Linked DNA regions of Mus musculus: regions 1 and 3 are each linked to region 2. Evidence: chromatin contacts called from public HiChIP or PLAC-seq and promoter capture Hi-C data. All regions are on one chromosome and are shown on one strand. Each heading gives the region's core, a stretch centred on a gene start, on an enhancer-like site or on the middle of the called end of the contact. The rest is flanking DNA. Distances are from core to core; before and after follow the strand shown.

Region 1 (4,528 bases), core at 858-3,357, 230 kb after region 2:
GCAGTCCTCTACTGTATATGTGTTGGGGGCCTCATATCAGCTGGTGTATGCTGTCTGATTGGTGGTCCAGTGTATGAGAGATCTCGGGGGTCCAGATTAATTGAGACCCCTGGTCCTCCTACAGGATCGACCTTCTCCTCAGCTTCTTTTAGCCTTCCCTAATTCAACAACAGGGGTCAGATGCTTCTGTCCATTGGTTGGGTGCAAATATCTGCATCTGACTCTTTCAGCTGCTTGTTGGGTCTTTCGGAGGGCAGTCATGATAGCTCCCTTTTTGTGAGTGCTCCTTAGCCTTAGTAATCGTGTCAGGCCTTGGGACCTCCACTTGAGCTCCCACTTTGGGAGTTAAGAGGTCAGATGGGGTCGGTGGTGGGAGCACCCACGTGGAGACAGGGTGGGGTGAGGAGGAGGTGTGGGATGTGGAGCAGTCAGAGGGTGGATGGGGTAGCGGGGAATGGAATATGGAGTGTAAAAAATAAGCTAAAAATAAAATAAATTTTTAAAAAGAAAAATCTACATAGTAATAATAATAATAGCTATTATTATTACTTAGGGCACTAGGCAAACAACCCACTATAATATTTGTATTCTTACATATATGTATTATTATTTAGAGAATAAATGCATTTTTGTCTATTCATTAAAAAAAAGAAAAAAGAAACTGCTAAGCTCTGTGAATGTACTGTTGTCCAGTAAATCAGACACTGTGGAAAACATACCGGTGTGTTTATTGGCATTGCATGATCACGACAGGCAGCAAGAAGAGCTCCGTGTGGGCACGAAGGAGATGGGGAATACGAGACGATCAGTGCCAGGGTGTCTAGGCACACCAGAACTTGAGGGGGCACATAGATTCTCCCCTAATGCCTCCAGGTGTGCAGCCTTGCCAGCACCCAGATTTCTGCCCAGTGACAGAGTTATGGGCCTCTGGCTTGAGAGAAAGGGTCCTTCTGCCCTGTCTGCCCAGACCTCCAGGTGCTTCACGGTGTAGCCATCGGACCTAACACACTTGGGACTTGACTTTCACAGTCTAGCAACAGAAAGGAGTGTCATTTAGTTTCCAAGTAATTGGAGGTTATTCAGAGTTCCATTACAGATTGCAAATTTAGTTCCCATGTGTGCGTTTGGTGTCAAGATCTAATCCATGGCTTTGTGCATTCTAGGGAATTGCTCTACCACAGGGTGGGTATGCCTCCAGTTGGAGGAAGCACCCTGTGTGTGATCTTGGTTCTGGTCACTGTGTAGACTTGATTTAAAGTCCAAAGTATGGCCTGTTTTGATCCATGTTCCATGAGCATCTGGAAATCATTGCAGTCTGTACCATGGACTTAGCAGGCTGCTAATGTCCACTAGGTCAGGTTGGCTTGTGGAGTTTCCAGAGTCCTCTTTCCTGGCTTCTTTTCTCTCTGGCAGAGATGAGAAGGGAGCTTGATGAAGCTGTGGCTTTATCTCTTTTCTTTCTCGTTGGTGGTTTTTTGTTTTGTTTTGAATAGTTATTTATTTTATGTGAGTATTCTATCTGTATGTACTTCTGCATGCCAGAAGGAGGCACCAGATACTTTATAGATGATTGTGAGCCACCCTGTGGTTGCTGGGAATTGAACTTAGGACCTTGGGAAGAACAGCCAGTGCCCATAACCACTGAGCCATCTCTCCAGCCCTCTCACTGGAGTTTATTCATGAGCTTTGGAGCTGTTAGTGAGCACTTCTATCTATAAGTAGTAAGTGGCCATGCCCAGGCTTCCATTCATCTCTCATGCTTCTGAATTGAGCTTATTTGGATCTTTAAGTCTAGACTGGCAGCTCAATATTACATATTTATTTCTGGGACTCACAGACAGCTGCTAACACACAGCAATCAGACCGAGAGTGGACACTGCCTCATTCCCAGGACCGGGGACAGCAGGGATACCCTGGAGCTTGGTTAGTAGCTACTTGTGGTTCCTTCTTCCATGGGCAGTGCCCCAGTAGGCACGTGTGGGCGTGGCTCCAAAATACCCAGGATGTTCTGCATCATATCCATCCTATCAGACATCTGCGTGCGACGCAGGGTGACACAGAGCTCTGACTCAGGACCAGCAGCAGCCAGTCAACCTTCATGACTTTCCTCTCCTCTGGCTTGGTGGCAGTGGGAGGTCCTCTACTGAGACGGGGAGCCTAGGAGAGAACTGGGGGGGGGGGTGAATAGTTGGCAGGCACTGGGGGAAATGGGTGTGCCATCATGTTAGTCACTGCTAAGGAAACGTGCGTGTTCCCAGACTCACTGGACCAATACACCCTGTTTATAACCATCGTGGGAGACTAATTTGACTTGGAACTTTTTTTTTTAAGGGAAGAGTTAGGAAAAGACTGGAATTTGGAGCTGGACTCTCCATCTCTGAGTGTTTTACTTTTGGGTGGGCGATATGCTTTACTGAATAATCACTCTGTGTGTGGGTGGTCAGACAGTTTTCTTCTCCGCTCAAGTCCAACAATAGTTTGACTGAGTGTGAAATTCTCACATTCCTATTCTTTCCCTCGAAGTCTCTATAATCACTGCTTCTAAATTTAGTGTGGCAACTGGGACTTCCATGTGGGCTCGAATCTCCTACCTCTGCGAGCTTCTTCCCTTATCAGGGGACCCAACAGCTTCTTTTGTCTCCTGCCTAGGGAGAGGGAATGGTCCTGCTTGCATAAATGTGTGTCTCCCATAGATGTCCTCCATTCTCTGTGAAGACTGTCTTCCCTTGTCTTAGGGGATTTCTCTCTCAGTCAGAGTTGGCCTCTTCAATCTCCACATGGTTGTGCTTTCTAAGTATATGGCTGAAACTGCGCTTCAGAGAAGCCACCAGAGACTTGCTGGCATCAGATCATGAGCATGTACTGTGACTCTGGATTGGGGGGGGGGGGGCTGCCTGAGGCTGCAAGGGTGTGACCTTGTTCCCTGGGTCTGTAGTACTATCAGCGGTTACTGCAGTTGCTTTGTCCTAATATTGATGGAAATCAGTTCATTTTAATTTTTTTTGAGAGAAAGTTGCCAGGCTGCTGTGGAGTCCAAAACCCCCTGGTCTTAGCCCCAGGTAAAAGCTGTCAAGCCGGACTGGATACAAAGTTTGCAAGCCATGAGTGGAACTACAAGTGTCCCTAAGACCCAATGTCACGGCCACCCCTCACCTCCACCCTATTCAGTTGACCAAAGTCAATGAGGAAGGGCCAGAAAACAAACTCAAAATGGGGAGCAGTCACCCCCAGTCACTTGGCCAAAGTGGTAGCTTGAGCCCTGCAGCAGACTACTGACGTGCCAGTGAACAGTGGGTTTCCTGACCCTTCGTCTCTTAGTTATCTCTTTCTCCCCATTATTAGACATTGGGAGTTGATCCAGGAATATAAATATGACCTATAACTAGCTTCATTAATAGCAAATAGTGCAAAATCTAGTTTTCAGGTCCAGGCAGAGTTTGGGGAAATAGGCTCTGTCTTGGGTACTGCCAAACTCAAGTAGGTAGAGTGTTCTGAGCATGCCCATAGGAGGACAGGTGCCCTCTTACCTGCTGACACTGACCGTGGGTACAAAACACTTTATACCAAGCCAACCTAGGTAGGCCCTTGACACCAACGCTGAGCCATTCATTGAGGCAGCCGTGTGGGGGACTACCAGTTGAAGCTGATGAACTGAAGCAGAGTGTAAATGAGGTTCATGCTAGATTTATAAAGCTTCAGAATTAAATGTAACTGTGGCCTGCCATTCCTAACGTATCAAAATGGCCATGTTCTGATATATCCGGTTACATAAACTGTTTCTTTATAATTAATTTTATCTGTTGCTGTTTAATCTCTTGCCCTGCCTCTAAGGAGCAGGGAGAACAGTGTGCCTCAGGGATGGTCTCCTCTGGACACTGTCCAGCTGCTAGCGTGGCCACAGAGTTCTTGTTTGAGCAGCCAGTCTTTCTGTCCTGTTTATCTGCTTGGCCTTTTATTGTGTTTTGTCTTATTCTGTTTTCTCAATGATGCATTAAACAAAATCCTTTGTCTATTAAGTGCAAAGGAGGAATACTTTGGTGAGGAGAGAGTTAAAAAGCAGCCCTAACTGGTGTCCTCTAGACTTCCATAGCACCGTGTCTGTACCTCTGTCCACCAACACTGTAGCGCCTCCACAATGCTCATCAGAGAGGGCTTTCCAGCAAGTGAGACAGTCAGCCTCTGTCACTAGAAGCTATGCCCTGCTGACCAGCCAGGCAAGTAAGGAAGCTCTGTCTAAACACTGGAGCTTAGTAAGTAAATTAGGTGATGGCCGGGAGTCCCAAAGGACATGCCTGTTTCTCCTATGACCGCAGTGCAGCATCTTCTATCTCTCCATGCTTCTCAAGGAAACATACATTTGCAATGACATGTTGTAGCGCCATCTTGTGGTCATTCCAGTTACCAACATCCAGCTACTTCCCGGTGGTCCATACAGCAGTCATTGTGGCCAAAGCAGGCTCCTGGAGCTGTCTTCATGTTTCTTTGTCCCCCTTGGTGAGGTTTTTTGATCCGGAACTGGACCCTCAAA
Region 2 (4,008 bases), core at 969-3,468:
TGAGCCAGAGGAGACTTTCCTGGCAGGACATTTTATTTTGAAAAATCTATTCAAACAATTGTTTTTTTAGGGGCTGGGATGATGGCTCCAGTCAGTACTTGCTATGCTTGAATGAGGCCCTGAGTTTAGACTCCCAGTATCCATATTTAAGCCAGGCATGGCTCTGTGCGTGTGTGTGTGTGTGTGTGTGTGTGTGTGTGTGTGTGTGTGTGTATGTATGTGTGTGTGTGTGTGATGTAACCCCAAAACTGGACATGGGGCATAGGGAGTAGAGACAGCTAGAGTTCACTGCCTAGCCATCCAATCAACTTGGTAAAAGCCAGGTTCAGTGAGAGACTCTTATCTCAAAAACTAAGGAGTAGAGTGACTGAGGAAGACACTCCACTCTAACCTCGGGATTGCACACATGCGTGCATGCATGCATGCACTCGTACATGCACACGTAGACACATGCAAACACACACGGAAATGTACATATACCACCTCTACACACACAAACATAATTATACCTTGTGGGATGACAAGCAGCCGCTGAGTAAGAATGCAAACCGTAGTGTTGTTGCTCTGAGTTAATGGAGTCTGCTGTTCTGGCGAGCAAAAAAGGATAAGGTGTTCTGCTGACCAGAGGGGCTGGGAAAGTGATCTAGGGAGTCTCTGTCACTATTCAGGTCCACCAAGGTAGGCAGGCTTGCTGGTATGGTATGTCCTACAGAAGGTGGCAGTCTCCTTCATCTTTGCAATGAATCCATCTTGCCCCAGGTGAATATCTGTCCAAAGCAGTGTGGATATTGTGGTTACCACTCCCAGGCACTGCATTCCATTGTGTTCTCTTTACTGACATAAAGTGGGGTGTCAGGAGGACCCTGAGGTCCACATAACAGCTTTGGTATCAGTGCGGGCAGAACCCATAATTCCCTTTTCAATTCAAGTTACAAAGGACCTTTCCCGTTATGGATGGGGCCAGGGAAAGGGGGGCTTTTACACCCTTGCATCCCCAGACTCTGCTGGCAGCTCTTTGGTTTGAGTGGTGGCTTTGGGCCACCCACACCGCTGGATCCCTAGAGAAGTGTGAGGGCCTCTTCAGGTCACACATCTTTTCAGAGGAATGGTAGGAGAAGAATGTTTGCTCAATTTAAAACACAGATTCTCAGGGGCACAGATGGCTCAGCGGTTAAGAGCACTGACTGCTCTTCCAGAGGTCCTAAGTTTAATTCCCAGCAGCCACATGGTGGCTCACAACCATCTGTAATGGGATCTGACTCCCTCTTCTGGTATGTCTGAAGGCAGCAAAGGGTGTACTGATATACATAAATAAATGAGCCTTAAAACAAACAAAAACCATGGACTCTCCATCTGTGTGGCAGAAAGCCTTGGTGGCGAAGGTCCTTAGCACAGTTGCAGGCTCAGCTCTGACCTTCATCTGTGTCTGGTAGCAGCACAGGAGCAATCCAGCTTCCCCAGTGAGATCCCCAAGCCAGGGTTCAAGGAACCCACTTCACTTTGTCTCCTGTGTGCTTCGTGCATTGGACTTTCTCCAGGATGGGCTCTTTCAGCCAAGAAACACGGGCTTCCAGCTATCTTATGGGCTGACATGAAGAAGGAGCATACACACAGAACATCAGAGAGGAGACGAATAACCAGAAGACAGCTGAACGAACAGGAGAAAGCCTGCCTCACCTGCTGCAGGCAGCCTTTGCAAACCTTTGCTTGGTAGGCAGTTCCAGGGCTCTGTAGGGCTGAGAGCAGGGTCTCCACAGGAGGGGCTTACATATGTGAGGTCAGAGCAGGCAGGGGTCAGCCAGGAGGGCTCTGAGGAGTTATTCGCATACTTTATTGTCTCTTCAGACCCTGACAGCATGGCTGGGCTGGATGCCAGCAGAAGGTGTAAACTTCTGTCTCACTCTTTTGGAATCCTGGGGAATTTACAGAAACTCTCTGGGGTGCTCTTAACATGTGGAATGAGGACACCCTGCTCACTAACTTCACAGGTATATGTGCTAAACACAGGACCCTGGAGCAGTCTCTAGGTGCTCTACCTCTGCATGCTGATTGTGTCCTGAGGGGAGTTGGATGGCTCCAGACACCTCAAGGTTCTGTGTTGCTCAGGCCTCAGAAGCCTTGCAGTATTGGGCCCTACTGAGGCTGCCTCTAGGTCTGAGGTCCCAGGCACCAGGCCACACCCTCCCTGTTCACTCAGCTTTCATCCAAGTGGATTGGAGCTGCCGCTGCGAAGCATAGAAGAGGGCGGAGCCAGCCAGCTCCACATTCTGCAGGCTCACTGGGGAGTAGCTTTGAAAGTACTGTAATTTAACCCAGATCACAAGGGCATAGCAAGTTCAGGGCACCATCCTGGGCACTGAAAGGCCTGTTTTTGTTGTGGCTAATGGGTATGGTTGTGAGTAGGGACTTAAATAGCCTTTTCCCTCCAGGATAATGGCCAGACACTGTCAGGAAGTTGCACAATGTCAAATCTGAGTCCAGGACACAGTAGAGTTAAAAAAGATAGAGTGGAGTAGGTTGAATGTCAGCCTCTTTGGATGAATTTAGGCCTTTGTCTAAAATGAGCTGTTTGGCCAGAAAGCCCACACTTGTGCAAACACTGAGAGAGGCCGAGTCCACTGTGGAGCAGGGATAATGGAGGGCCAGCAACTTTAGGAGGGTTCTTGTATCGATTCCCAGTCATAGTCTTTGAAAAATGCCTTACTTCGGAGGAAGAGGATCAAACAGTGGGGCTGGATATGGGTCAAAGGTTTCAGGAAGGCTTCTGTGTCCACACACGACTTCCTTCCTCGCTCAGGGAATGCAACAGGAATCCCCGCCCAGGACTGTGTTGGCTCAACAGCCTGGGAATAGTTTCCAAGTTGGAGTTCCCCACACAGGTGGACAATGTGGGAGAAGCTCCTAGAACAGATGACTAGATAACAAGGGTGAGACAGAATGGTCAGACCAGAAGGAGGGACCGTGGAATTCAGCGGGTGGAGGGGCTGACCGACAAGGAGATGAGGAATAAGGTTGAGCTCATGAGTCTGGGTGTTGGAATGTAGAACCGGCAAGCTGTTGCTTTCGGGCACACTGTGCCACGGGGGGGGGGGGGGGAGGGGGTTGATAAGGAAAGATGAGTGTCCTTTCCTGCCTCTCTTCCACTTTGGGTTTGTCCCCTTGTTCCATGTGACAGAGAGTCAATAGTCTTGGACACAGCCTCAGGGGACAGCAGAGGGACAGTCTCTACAGTGGCCTTCCTGGGTATGGCCTGTCAGATCTATAGTAGGGAAGAGGAATGACAGGTCGCATGAAGGACAGCCCAGCCCAGACAGAGGGCTTCTGTACACAGAGGGAGGGTGGACACACAACTACACTCAGACACAAACATCCCTCAGTTTCCCAGTCTCTAAAAACCACATGAATTGCCAGGCAGTGGTGGCACACGCCTTTAATCCCAGCACTTGGGAGACAGAGGCAGGCAGATTTCTGAGTTTGAGGCCAGCCTGGTCTACAGAGTGAGTTCCAGGACAGCCAGGGCTACACAGAGAAACCCTGTCTCAAAAAACAAAAACAAAAACAGAACACATGAATTTAATATTTTATTGAATATCATTTGAGACAATATACTTCTGGTCCTGTGGCTGTCACAAAATAGGCCCCAGTAAATGGCAGCTATCCCCAAAAATGTTTTTAATTATACTTAGTAAATTACATTTGCTCATGCATGTGTGCCATGTGATGTGTGTGGAGGTCAAATGGCAGCCTGTGGGAGTCTATCCTCTGCTTCCACGAGGGACTGAGCTCAGGCTATCAGGCTTGGCAGTGTATGCCTAGAGCCAATGAGCCATCTCTCGGGCTGTGCTATCTTTAAAAATGACTTTATTCTTTTGGAGAATTTTTAGTCTCACAGAGAAGCTGAGAGGAGGATGTAGAGATTTCCCATGGACCTACTCCCCTCAGGCAAAGCCTTCCATTTTCCCCAATGTCTCAGTTGTAGTGGTGAGTTTTTGCTACACCGCTTTATGC
Region 3 (4,456 bases), core at 419-2,918, 180 kb before region 2:
GATAATTTGACAAAAATATGCCCATAGTCTTGGAATACTCAAAATGATTATTTATAAAGTCTAAAACAGCTACAATTCCAAATGAATGAGAAACTCTTCAAGTGACTGGCCCTTAACCCGAGCAGGCCAGTAAATCAGCTGTGGTACTATATAATCCATCCAGTATCTGCCTTCTCTAGCCTCACTCTTTAAACATATGGTTTACATTTCAAAACAAGAAAATAACTTCTTGTAGCAGCCAGTTAAGAGGGTTTTGTAAGAAAACATTACCCAGAAAATACTATATTGTAATTGATACTCTGTAACTTAAGATTCATACACAATTACATTAGCATTCTATGGAAAACTAATGAAATCTTTGAGAAACCTTAGGTATCATACATAGTTTCAAGATCATCAATACTCTACTTGGAGATCATAATATAACAACAAAACACATACAGTCATGTGCATGAAACCTTACTTGGATATTACTGGAAGTAGCACAACTGAGTATATATACTTTTGTACCAACAATAAAATTAAGTTCCCTTAATAACTTTGAGATATTATATCATATAATAATGTATTATTAAAAGAAATTTCAGTATATTAAGATAAGTTTTTCAAAGTAATAATCTGGAAGATGTGCAAACCATCCATATTTCCTCTATTAGCTAGCATTTTAGTTTACAGTTTTCACTGGTGAGACTGGCTCCCTTTTTTCTCCCTACAGTAGGGAGTAGGGACAGGAAGGCAGTCATCAGTTATGCAGTATGTTACTGTTTCACAGGAATAGAACCTGTGTTTTGTGTGTATGTTTATATATATAAAATTATGTGTCTTATAAAGTAGTATGTATATACATTTATAACAATAGAAATTATACTATATATATTATAATTATAAAACAGTATATGTTATCATACATATACAAATATATATAAAAATTTGAAAACAGCGTAACATTTTATTAGTATATGTTAACTGAGTAGTGACAGATGTGGCTGTGGCATTTGTCTGCATGTCATGCAGACTCTGAACAGCTAGAAACTAAGAAAGACTGAGTGCTTCTCCATGTAAAGCTCTTTTACCCTAAGATGAAGGATGAAGGTTGTCCAGTATGTTGCCAGTCTCCTCCTGTGTCTGTCTATACTCCCTCCCGTGTACCATACTGCAAGTCTCTTACCAGCCCTGGGCTCTCAACTGTAAGGCCACTTGGTACTGTCAACACTTAACAACAGCCACAAAACCACATCTTGAATAGCTGGCAGTGCCAAAGGAAATAAAAGAAAGGTAAATAAAGAAGGAAACTGGAAGTCTGGAGGCAATAGGGAGATGGGGGGAATCAAGCCAGATGGAAAGTTACTAAATTGCAATCCAATATAAAAATCTAACTGGAGGAGATAGTAGAAGAACACATGTGTTATGAAATGTGTTAAAGGGTTAAACAGGGGCAGGGTGAGGAAATGGGGGAGAGAAAGGTATGTGTTAATCAAAACTCGGGATTATGAAAGGTCTTATGGAAACCCACAGGTAAGAAAGCTAACTTCTACATGTAACAGTGATGATGACCATAAAGGGGTTTGAACAGAGGTTTTCTGCATGATGCATTAGGCCATCCCTAGACAACATGGGTAAATAAAAGTGCAGGGCAGGCATGGGAGAAATTTCCACAGCAGGAGGGTCCAGAAGTCTCCAGAATGACACAGGCTATTGGCATTGCTCTTAGTCATCACCATAACGACAAAAGTCAGATGCAACGACTACAACTACCAAACTTTGCTTACAGGATAAAAATTAATCTCAAACCAAAGGAAGAAATTTCTTCCCTGTTCATAGTGTCAGAGAGTACAATACAGGCTGCTTGCTGGGGGAGAAACCACGCCTATGGTCTTATTTAGTGCTGGACTCTGGCTTGCTAGAATACAGACTTGCCAAAAAAGATGTGCCAAATGCAGCAACAGTGACATGCCTGTGACTGAGGTAACTAAGTACTTTCTGACTATATCTGCAATCTGCTCCACAGGAGGAAATTTAGTGACTCGTCAGAAGCCCATTGCTGAGAGTTCATAGAGATCCTACTTGAGAACCTCCTGTTATTTTACTAGATGGCTGTGACCTCCGTTTCCCTTCCAAGCACGTGCTTATTATACCCAGAGACTTGTTATCCCGATCTTGGTCCAAGAAGTTTCTTCATGCAGTGGTCAGCAGTCGGTGAAAACACTCACAATTGGTCAAGTGCTGAGGGTAAGTGATGGAGGACTGCTCAGTCCCAAATGGTACATCTTTCTCAAACCTTGTAGAAAGGGCTGGAGGATGGGGAGAAGTGCTGCGAAATGCTGCTCCAGATGTGACACAGCCATCACATTGTGAAGTCTGGGCATGACATGGCCACCACATCTGTGGCGTCTGGATGTGACACTACCATCACATCCATGATGTATAGATGGACATGACCATCGCACCCATGATGTCTGAATGATACAAGGCCATCACATCCACACAGAGCAGCTGCAGTTACCTGAGCCAGATGAAGCCAGATACAATTCCAGCATGGATGGGAGAAAAGCTTATAAGCCCCTGCCCCTAATGAGGAGCTGCAGTTAACAGCAGCTAATAGAAAATCATTCTTCTTTAAGGGTATGGCCAATGGTAGGTTTCCCATTCTCCAGTGAATGGCTGCACACACTGTATGCATATATGAGTAGCACTAATAGGGCTTAATGTGATACACACACACACACACACACACACATGCACACACACACACACATGCACATATACACACACAAACATATACATGGGGTTGTATGGTGGTGCAGGCTTTTTATCCTAGCACCTAGGAAACAGATGCACGTGGACCTCTGTGAGTTCTAGGCTAATCTGATTTACATAGCAAGTCAGACCAGTGCTAGAGAGGGGGCATTCTGACAGGAATCTATTAGAAGTTGGAGGAGAGAAGTAAGGGAGGATGTGACTATATTTTACTGTATACATGTATAAATATTTAAATAAGTTAGAAAAATATACAAAGTACCTGAGTGGAACAAAAAAAAAAAAAAGCACACTCACTAACTTTTTGAACTTTGTCAAGTAACTTGGCAAAAGAGAAATAAATATGCCTTTACCTCATTTCATCTATGGCAATACCAGTTTCCTTGAGTCAAAACACTTGATATAGACGATTGGAAATGACCTTGAAATCACAGTTCCCCTCAGTAACCATGTGCTAGACTGGAAATTTATAATTCTGATCAATCAGGCTGGAATATATTTCATAACTTTATATTATTGATTGCATAGATTTATTTTTTATAGATCTATTTAATTCCACAACTCAGCTTTTAAATCATTCAATTCTTCAGTGAACTTCCATGATGCACCCATGATGTCCTAATGTCTTTGAATATGAGCTCTGGTGCCAAGTCCTCTCTTTTCTCCAGGAGAGCTGCATGACTGATTCCCTTCTGGCTGGGATACCAGGCTGCACTAACATTCATTCCCATCCCCCATTCCTCCTCTCCAAGTTCAATTCTGTCCACTTCCTGCTGACTGTCAGAAAAGCAATAGTTACTAAATGCCAGAGCAGCACTGCTCATAGTATGAACAAGAGTTACATTTCCACATGGCAGCTTTTGGTAATGCAACACAGGCCTTATAATTTAAGTTTTATGTCTAATTACATGCATGTGTATATTTCTACAGCACACCCACAGAGACCCCTGGAGCTAAAGTTACTGGTGGTTTTGAGCTGCCCTCACCACTTGGGTGCTGGGAACTGAACTCGGGGCCTCTGAAGGAGCAGTACATACTTCTTAACTGCTGAGTCCCTGTCCCAGCCCCTGACCTTACCATTTAAGTTATAAAAGTCTATCCTTTTAATAAGAACCAACTACCGTCATCTCTAGCAAGAAAAACATTTAGCAATAATAACTAACATATTTTAGGAGCACTGCTATGAGCAACACCAAGTATAAATTTTAGAACAATAAATCGATTCTGTGTCATTTCTGGTATGTTTCAGAATATTATTAATAAACCCCAAAATAATCTATCTCTCACTTGACACTCTACAATAAGAACACTTTTTAAAATCACGAAGTGAACTGACATGAAATAGAAGCAGCCAACCTGGCCCTCCTGAACACACTGCTGCTGCCTGCAGGAGACTAGCAGCACACAGCCTGCCACCTTGAGCTCACTGCCACTATGGCTGCTTCCTGCAGAACTGTCCTAACCACTTCACTGTCTTCAGTGCTCACTCTCCTCAAACAACTGTTAGGGTCCTTCACTCAAAGCTACTCTACATTCGAGACACCTACTCCATAAGCTCATGCTGAAGATGTAATATAAACTGTAAGCAGTTATTTAAATAATTTCAAATCCTGGGTATTTCAAGTTGGGTAATTTACCACACATGTGCATATACAATGTAAAATTAAATAAATACAAACTTAAATATTCAAGCAAAACT

The links. HiChIP or PLAC-seq counts read pairs in DNA pulled down with a chosen protein or histone mark. Capture Hi-C pulls out chosen DNA fragments and counts their contacts.
Region 1: a contact with region 2 is called in a FOXA1 HiChIP or PLAC-seq map of pancreatic cancer cells. The contact joins two enhancer-like sites. A contact is called at or near these places in 1 of 15 datasets of contacts at CTCF or cohesin (the NIH/3T3 cell line), 2 of 484 Hi-C or Micro-C datasets (granulosa cells and nephron progenitors), 3 of 115 datasets of contacts at active chromatin or transcription factors (cardiomyocytes, embryonic basal ganglia and pancreatic cancer cells) and 1 of 9 other capture datasets (embryonic stem cells).
Region 3: a contact with region 2 is called in a promoter capture Hi-C map of adipose tissue. The contact joins two enhancer-like sites. A contact is called at or near these places in 1 of 115 datasets of contacts at active chromatin or transcription factors (pancreatic cancer cells) and 2 of 9 other capture datasets (adipose tissue and liver).

The regions. Positions count from the first base shown.
Region 1 is chr17:13,472,475-13,477,002 of GRCm38.p6, reverse strand. No RefSeq gene overlaps it. Among named protein-coding and RNA genes, the nearest start is that of Rnu6, 43 kb to the right of the region's middle. Within about 2 kb of position 2,107, at least 44 of the 459 cell types and tissues checked have an H3K27ac peak or open chromatin away from gene starts, as enhancers often do. A contact at or near this core is called in pancreatic cancer cells, where this site is marked.
Region 2 is chr17:13,698,676-13,702,683 of GRCm38.p6, reverse strand. No RefSeq gene overlaps it. Among named protein-coding and RNA genes, the nearest start is that of Gm24867, 25 kb to the right of the region's middle. Within about 2 kb of position 2,218, at least 181 of the 459 cell types and tissues checked have an H3K27ac peak or open chromatin away from gene starts, as enhancers often do. A contact at or near this core is called in adipose tissue and pancreatic cancer cells, where this site is marked.
Region 3 is chr17:13,876,678-13,881,133 of GRCm38.p6, reverse strand. The region is part of intron 22 of Afdn (afadin, adherens junction formation factor); the gene reads right to left. Among named protein-coding and RNA genes, the nearest start is that of Gm7168, 69 kb to the left of the region's middle. Within about 2 kb of position 1,668, at least 12 of the 459 cell types and tissues checked have an H3K27ac peak or open chromatin away from gene starts, as enhancers often do. A contact at or near this core is called in adipose tissue and pancreatic cancer cells, where this site is marked.